2 separate regions of the Canis lupus genome follow, and region 1 is linked to region 2. Evidence: chromatin contacts called from public Hi-C data. All regions are on one chromosome and are shown on one strand. Each heading gives the region's core, a stretch centred on a gene start, on an enhancer-like site or on the middle of the called end of the contact. The rest is flanking DNA. Distances are from core to core; before and after follow the strand shown. Region 1 holds the start of SMIM29 (small integral membrane protein 29). Region 2 has its middle 31 kb from the start of HMGA1.

What was found. A called contact is a pair of places that touch in the nucleus more often than the background predicts.
Region 1: a Hi-C map of amygdala shows a contact between it and region 2, with 2.5 times the contacts expected there. The contact joins the promoter of SMIM29 here to the enhancer-like site in region 2. A contact is called at or near these places in 3 of 9 Hi-C or Micro-C datasets (amygdala and blood).

What each region holds. Positions count from the first base shown.
Region 1 is chr12:3,718,080-3,721,302 of UU_Cfam_GSD_1.0, forward strand. SMIM29 (small integral membrane protein 29) reads right to left here and starts at 1,629. Exons shown (of 5, transcript XM_038553783.1): 1 at 1,476-1,629; 2 at 218-401; 3 at 1-20. The coding sequence starts at 328.
Region 2 is chr12:3,674,823-3,678,372 of UU_Cfam_GSD_1.0, forward strand. No RefSeq gene overlaps it. Among named protein-coding and RNA genes, the nearest start is that of HMGA1, 31 kb to the right of the region's middle. Within about 2 kb of position 1,364, at least 8 of the 20 cell types and tissues checked have an H3K27ac peak or open chromatin away from gene starts, as enhancers often do.

The sequences.
Region 1 (3,223 bases), core at 379-2,878, 44 kb after region 2:
TTCTTCTGGACATACATTACCTGTAACAGAGACACACAGCTGCGGAGGCTGCTGAGCCCACAAGTGAGCACAGCCCACAAGTGAGACACCCACCTGTACCCCTCCACTTGCGTAAGAGCAGGACAGCTGAGACCATGTGTGCAGGCTGGACCAGCCCCGCCCCCTTCTGCCTCAGCAGAGGTGTGGGTGTTTATGTGCCTATGAGGGGACTCCTTACCACAGCCACCACCACCCCGACCAGGGTGATGAGGAAGAAAGGCCCCAGCACGTAGCCCACCATGGAGTCACTGTTGGCCTGAGGGGCATTGGGCACTGTAGTGTTACTCATGACCTCGGCAGCCGGAGGGCTGGGTAGTCAGCATGGGCAGTTGAGCCTCGGGAGGGCGCCTCCACTGGGCTCCCTGGGGAGGAGGAAGGGAGGTTATCAATTTCACCCAGAGTGACAGCCAAGCTCTGGATCCCTCCCCAGGAGCTGGTGATGTATCAAAACTTGGGTCGGGCACTGGGACGAGGTATCCTCCAAGTCAGTGTGCTGGGTTTAACCTTACAGTGAGTGACTCACTGGATACCCTGAATGTAGAAGACACCAAGGGGAGGCCCAGAGTCCTGCCCAGCCCCTATCCCCCCAAATCAGGGTGAGGCCCCAGTCAGGTGCTGGCCAGACATCTGCACATCTGAACCAAGAAAAGCTTAGATACATGATCTGGGCTTCTGTAGCAACCCCTCCGGACACTGGGCTGCCAGCACCTATCCACTGGAGCAAAAGGAAAGATCTGACAAAAAGCATGAGGGTCCTGCACTGGGGGGCCGCGGGGGTGAGGCAGGAGCATCTGGAGGAGCCTGCCTCAGTCTCGCCCAATCCCCACACTTTAGGCAATAGGCCCTCCCTAGGCCGGGCTGGTCCCTGGCGTTCCTGCAGACACACAGCCGGGACAGCCTCTCCCCTACTGGTCTCGTGCCAGGGTGGACACGGGTGGGCAGGGCTGGATTGTATCTGCGAGGTGATGTCACCTCCCTCTGGTCCCCACCCGGGGCTCCGCCCAGGTCCCTCCCCTCTTAGCCTGGGCTGCCAGGCGGAGGTGAGAGGGTCAGTTCCCGTCGAGAGATGCAAGGAGATGGTCCATGGGCTCCTCACGCAGACCCCAAGTCCCCGACCCCGCTTCGCCTGGGTCTCCACTGGACGGCGAGGTATGAACTACCTGTCCCGGTGTCCGTGGGGGCAGCGAGCTTGCACAGTCGCATGCACACCGTCCCATGGTCGAGGGGACATGCCGAGGTGGGGCGGGTGTCGGGCCGCTCCGAGGATGCGGACCAGCATCGGCGAGTGGGAGGTCGTTCCCACGGCGCTGGGCGACTCGGCCGAGGGAGGGAGGTTTGGGGGTTGCGCAGAGGGCCCGGGCCTCCCGGAATCCGGCCCCCCGGGATGCGGCCCCGCGCCGGCGCTCTGCAGCCCGGCCCACCCGATCGTGCCTTACCTCCCGCCGCCGCAGCCCGGACAGGAACGCCCTCGCCTTGCTCCCAGGCCCCGGAAGAGCCGGCAGGCGCGTGATCAAAGGACCCGGGGAAATGGGCGGGGCCTCAGCGCCGGGACGCAGCCAATCCGGTGGCGGAAGGCGGACGGCCCGGAGGCTTCTGGAGCGGCCAATCCGGAGGCGAGGGCCCAGGCTGCAGGGCCCACCCCCCGGCGGCAGGGGGCAGCCGAGCGCCGCGCAGCGGGGGGAGGAGAGCGCGCGGGGTGGGGGCGGGGCTGGGGCGGCTTCCCGGCGTCCCCCGGGGCGGAGCCCGGCGAGCGCGGCCCGCGAGGCGGCCGTGGTCCCTGCGTCGGGCTTCCTCGTCCTTCTGGGTGCAGCCCGGGTGTCCCGCCAAGCGGCTCCCGAGCTTAGGTCAGGCGCGGGCTGCTCTCCCCTGCCCGGGGCCCGCAAGGACTCCGCGAGTGTTCCTGGTGCCCAGGGTGCCCTCTGCGCTGTGCTCGGAGGCACATGGAACAGGCAGCCCGGCTTCGCCCCTGCCTGGCCGTGGGACCTGGCCCGCGCTTGGCCTCCAGCCTTTTCTGCGCCTGGGTCCTAACGTCTGCCACACGGGCCCTTGTGAGGATCACACGATGCCCCGGATAAGGAGTCTGGCACATACCGTGCCCTGTTAGATCCCCCGCGAACCTCCGTCGGTTTTGACGGCGCACGTGCAACAGCAGGGAGCAGTCCCCGCCCGGGGTCACCACGTGCAACAGCAGGGTGCAGTCCCCGCCCGGGGTCACCACGTGCAACAGCAGGGTGCAGTCCCCGCCCGGGGTCACCACGTGCAACAGCAGGGTGCAGTCCCCGCCCGGGGTCACCACGTGCAACAGCAGGGTGCAGTCCCCGCCCGGGGTCACCACGTGCAACAGCAGGGTGCAGTCCCCGCCCGGGGTCACCACGTGCAACAGCAGGGTGCAGTCCCCGCCCGGTCACCACGTGCAACAGCAGGGTGCAGTCCCCGCCCGGGGTCACCAGCAACTTGAGAAGTGGGTAAATTCGGAAGCTTTACTGGCGCGATCATTAATGCCACACACTGGAGATGGATTGATGGATTCTTACCGATGTCAGCACCCTGGCTGTGATATTCTGGTATAGTTGTGCAAAGGGAAGCTAGGCAAAGGATACAAGGGATCTCTCTTGTTCGTTCTTTCTTTCTTTCTTTTCTTTCTTTCTTCTTTCTTTCTTTCTTTCTTTCTTTCTTTCTTTCTTTCTTTCTTTCTTTCTTTCTTTCTTTCTTTCTTTCAGATTTTATTTATTTATTCATTAGAGACAGGCAGAGACACAGCAGAGGGAGAAGCAGGCTCCACGCAGGGAGCCCCATGCGGGGCTCGATCCTGGGACCCCAGGATCACGACCTCAGCCGAAGACAGACACTTAACCGCTGAGCCACCCAGGCTTCCCAACTCTCTTGTTTCTTCCACTCGTATGTTACCTCAAGTACGTGTGTAGCTTTGTACTACACCTTCCCAACCTCTCTTCCCAATCCACACACGGTTAGGAAAACTCCAGCTGGCAGTGGATGAAAGCCACATAAAAGTTGTGGGAGCTGAGCCAGGCTGAGGCCCTCCAGGGTCCTTGGATGCTACTGGAGATGGAGGGATTAACTGGATCCCCTTATTCTTGCCAGAGACAGCCAGTGGCACGGACATGGTTGAGCCATTTGGTCTGGTCTGGCCTGTTTCCTCAGGCCTTTCCAAAGAAGGTTGATC
Region 2 (3,550 bases), core at 114-2,613:
GAAAGAAAGAGAAAGAAAGATATGTTGTACGGGAAAGGGCAGCCTGGCCGAGCTCCTATCCGCTCTCAATCACTTGTTGATGACGTTCCTCTTGTGCCCCCCAGGTCCAGCCACCTCTGTCCACTGGGGACCCTCATGCTTTGACAGCTGATAACTGAGAAGCAGAAATTCTGAGGAACCTGCTCCCCCCTGTACAGTCCTGCTGGACCCCCAGCCACAGGCCTTGCCATAGAGCTGCAGGGAGCACCAAGTTTTCAGGACTTACTCATAAGTTTACAGACTTCTCCAGAGGGGGCTCCAGTCCCCTCTCCGGAAAGCTGAAGGCAGCCCGGGACCAGAGGCTCTGTTCAGATGACCCCTGGCAGCCTTCACCCAACAGTAACAGACAGCCCTTCTGCGGCTTCCACCCAGTGTGTTCATTGACTACCCTTTTCATTCATTTATAGGCAAGTCCTGCCTTATAAAATTTCCTAAGATTTTCTTTTGATTGAGGAAGAAAATAGAGTGGAGAGAAGAGTGTGCCCAGAAGTCATGAAGTCAGAGAAGCAAAGGAATACAAGTGAAATGCAAAGTTTGAGGCCGGAGGTTGCAAGGAGCCGAGCCAGCCAGCTGAGCTGGCCGACTGAGCCCCGGGCCCGGGGGGCCATTAGGGCAGGCCCGCAGGGGGACACGTGCTCCCGAGGGTCATCCCTGGACTGCCCTGGCCACTGCCGGCGAGAGTCCTGCGGGGCCCAGGGTCGGCACCGCTGCCCTCGCTGCCCTCCGCTGCCCGGCCTCGGCCTCGAGCCGCCCTGAAGCTGGAAGCCCCGCAGGTGGGCAGGGCTGGCCCAGGCGGCTGGTCTCCATTTCCGGGCCGCACCGCGGGGTCCGTCCTGGGCTGTGACCCCAGCTCTCCACATCTCCCCTCGGCCACTACTCCCCTCGGTCATGATTTATTTATTTTAAAGATTTTATTCATCTATTCTTGATGACACAGAGAGAGACGCAGGCAGAGGGAGAAGCAGGCTCCTCGCAGGGAGCGCGACGCGGGGAGGGGGTGGGGCCCGGGACTGGACCCCCAGCGAGCCGGGCCCGGATCACGACCCGAGCCGCAGGCAGGAGCCCATGAGCTACCCGGGCGTCCCGGGATTCGATTTATGATCAAGAGAGCCATGATGTGGGTACTGGGGTGTTTTTCTCCTCCTGGGGCTAGACCGCCACAGGTCTCGGGGGCCCTCGGAGCCTCGGTTTTACCTCGAAGGACAGGAAGAGAGGCGGGGCGGGGGGGTCGTCGCAAGGTCACCGCCCTAGAGCTCACGTCGGCCCAACCCCAGCCGAGCGCCCCGCGCCCGCAGCCCGAGAGCAGGCGCGGCAACGCCGAGCACGGCCACGAGGTGGCGCCAGGAAACCGCGGGAGGCGCCCAAACCCAGCATCCAGGCTCCTCGCTCCTCCTCTCTCCCACGGGCCCGGCCCCTCCGCCCGCCGCCCGCCCCCGGGCCCTAGTTCCCCGAGCAGCCCGGCGGGCTGGGGAGGGGAAGGGGGAAGCCGAGCGGCCGCCGGGACGTCGTCGTGGAAGGAGCTTAGGGACCGCTTCGGTCCAGGGCCACCTGGAGGCTGGACTGCACCAGCGACACCCTGGAGGTGCCGCGTCAGGTGTGCAGCCCACCTTCCCTGCGGGAGCCCTCGCGGGAGCCTTGCTCCTCCTGCATCGTAAAGAGAGAGCACGGGAGTAGGAGACCTTGGGGCAGGGCACCGCCTGCGCCCAGCTCTGCTGCGCCTGGCTCTGGCCAGCCTAGTGTTTCCAGGCTCTGCCGGGCTGCTGCTAGCGCTGACCCTTCCCCACCACCCGGCGAGACTCCATCCGCTTCCCAGGCTGCACAGCTCTCGCTGGCGGAGCTCACATCTGCACCTGCCACCTCGCGGCCAAGGGTGCTGACCACTGTGCTGGGTCAGAGTCATCCCAGGCACACAGCGCTTGTCAGACCCCGAAGCCCAGGCTCCTACAGCCTGAGGAAGCTGGGTCCCAAGGCCAGGCTCCCACCCCCACCCAGTCCCACCCCTGAACTGCAGTCTCTTTCATCGAGGCCCACAGGCCCTGTAGGGGACGTAATCACAAGGCCTGGAAAGAACCCGGGCTTTGGAGCCCATGCAGACCTGGAATAAAGCTCCCTCTGCATTTACTGGCTGTGTGATCTTGGGCAAGTCATCTAACCTCTCTGGGTCTCACTGTCCTCATCTGTAAAATGAGAGCACTCATACCCACCTTGGGAGGTTGTAACTTTTAGAAACCATACCCATGAATATTAAAAAGTTAAAAATTAATTAATTTTTTTTTTAAAGAAACCATATCCATGAAAGAATATTCCCGGTGTAGGGCGAGTGTTCAGCAAAGTCAGCTTATCGGAGGGCGCCTGGCTGGCTCAGCAGGAGGAGCGTGTGACTTTTTATTTCAGAGCTGTGAGTTTGAGCTCCACGTTGGCTATGGAGATTACTTAAATAAATGAATAAATAAATAAACAAACTCTGCTTATTGGATATTCATGGACTCCTATTTTATGCCAGGCCCTCTGCTGGGGTTCAAGGGAATCCAGAGTTGAATGAGATGTAACTGCAGCCCTCCAGGAATGACCCTCTGGGCAAAATAAAACTCATGCTTCAAAATTCAGGCAGCATTTTCCTGATGCTAAATGTGGTGGCATTCAAACATTTGTAACCCTTCAGCCTCTAAACATGAGGGGCGCCTGGGTGGCTCAGCAGTTGAGTGTCTGTCTTGGGCTCAGGGTGTGATCCTGGAGTCCTGGGATCGAGTCCCACATCGGGCTCCCCTCAGGGAGCCTGCTTCTCTCTCTGCCATGTCTCTGCTTCTCTCTCTGTGTCTCTCATGAAAAAATAAATAAAATCTTTTTTAAAAAATAAAATAAAATAATAGATTAAAAAACAAGCCACCGCAAAGAGTGGAGCTACCCTTTTTGACTCTATACTCTGCACCAGGTTCTTCACCTACATACGTTCCCCAGATGCTTAGTGAAGCCCTAGTGGGTGCCAAGTACTGTGCAGGGACGTGGGGCACAGCCATGAGCAGGAAAGTGTCCGCACGGAGGCGGAGCTGATAAGCTAGGGGGGAACCGGTGACAAAGGAGTCAAGACAAGGATGCACTTGTAATTGAGGTAAGTGCCTACAAGGGAAATGGAAGATCAGTACTGCCGAGGATACCCCGAGGGTGGGGGGTGGGGGCGTCTGCCCAGATGCAGGCAACAAGAGGGGGTGTCATCAGGAACAAATTTTAAAACAATAAGAACCTACTAAAAGTTGGTCTGCTGCTTATTAACACCACATACCAGCAACTCTAAACAGCGTCCTCCCTCCCAAAAAAATTATTCTGTTGGTTTAAGACCTCAACAATTGTTTCCGTTCCTGTTAATTTTTAGTAATATACGTGTAAATTTCAAATTAGTACATTTGTATTGCTTATCCTTTAAAAACCATTGTATTCTGCTTAGAAGTTAATTGTGAAAATTCCCAGTCATTGAGCCACTCCCACCAGCTATCCGTGGTCATGTGGATGCAGA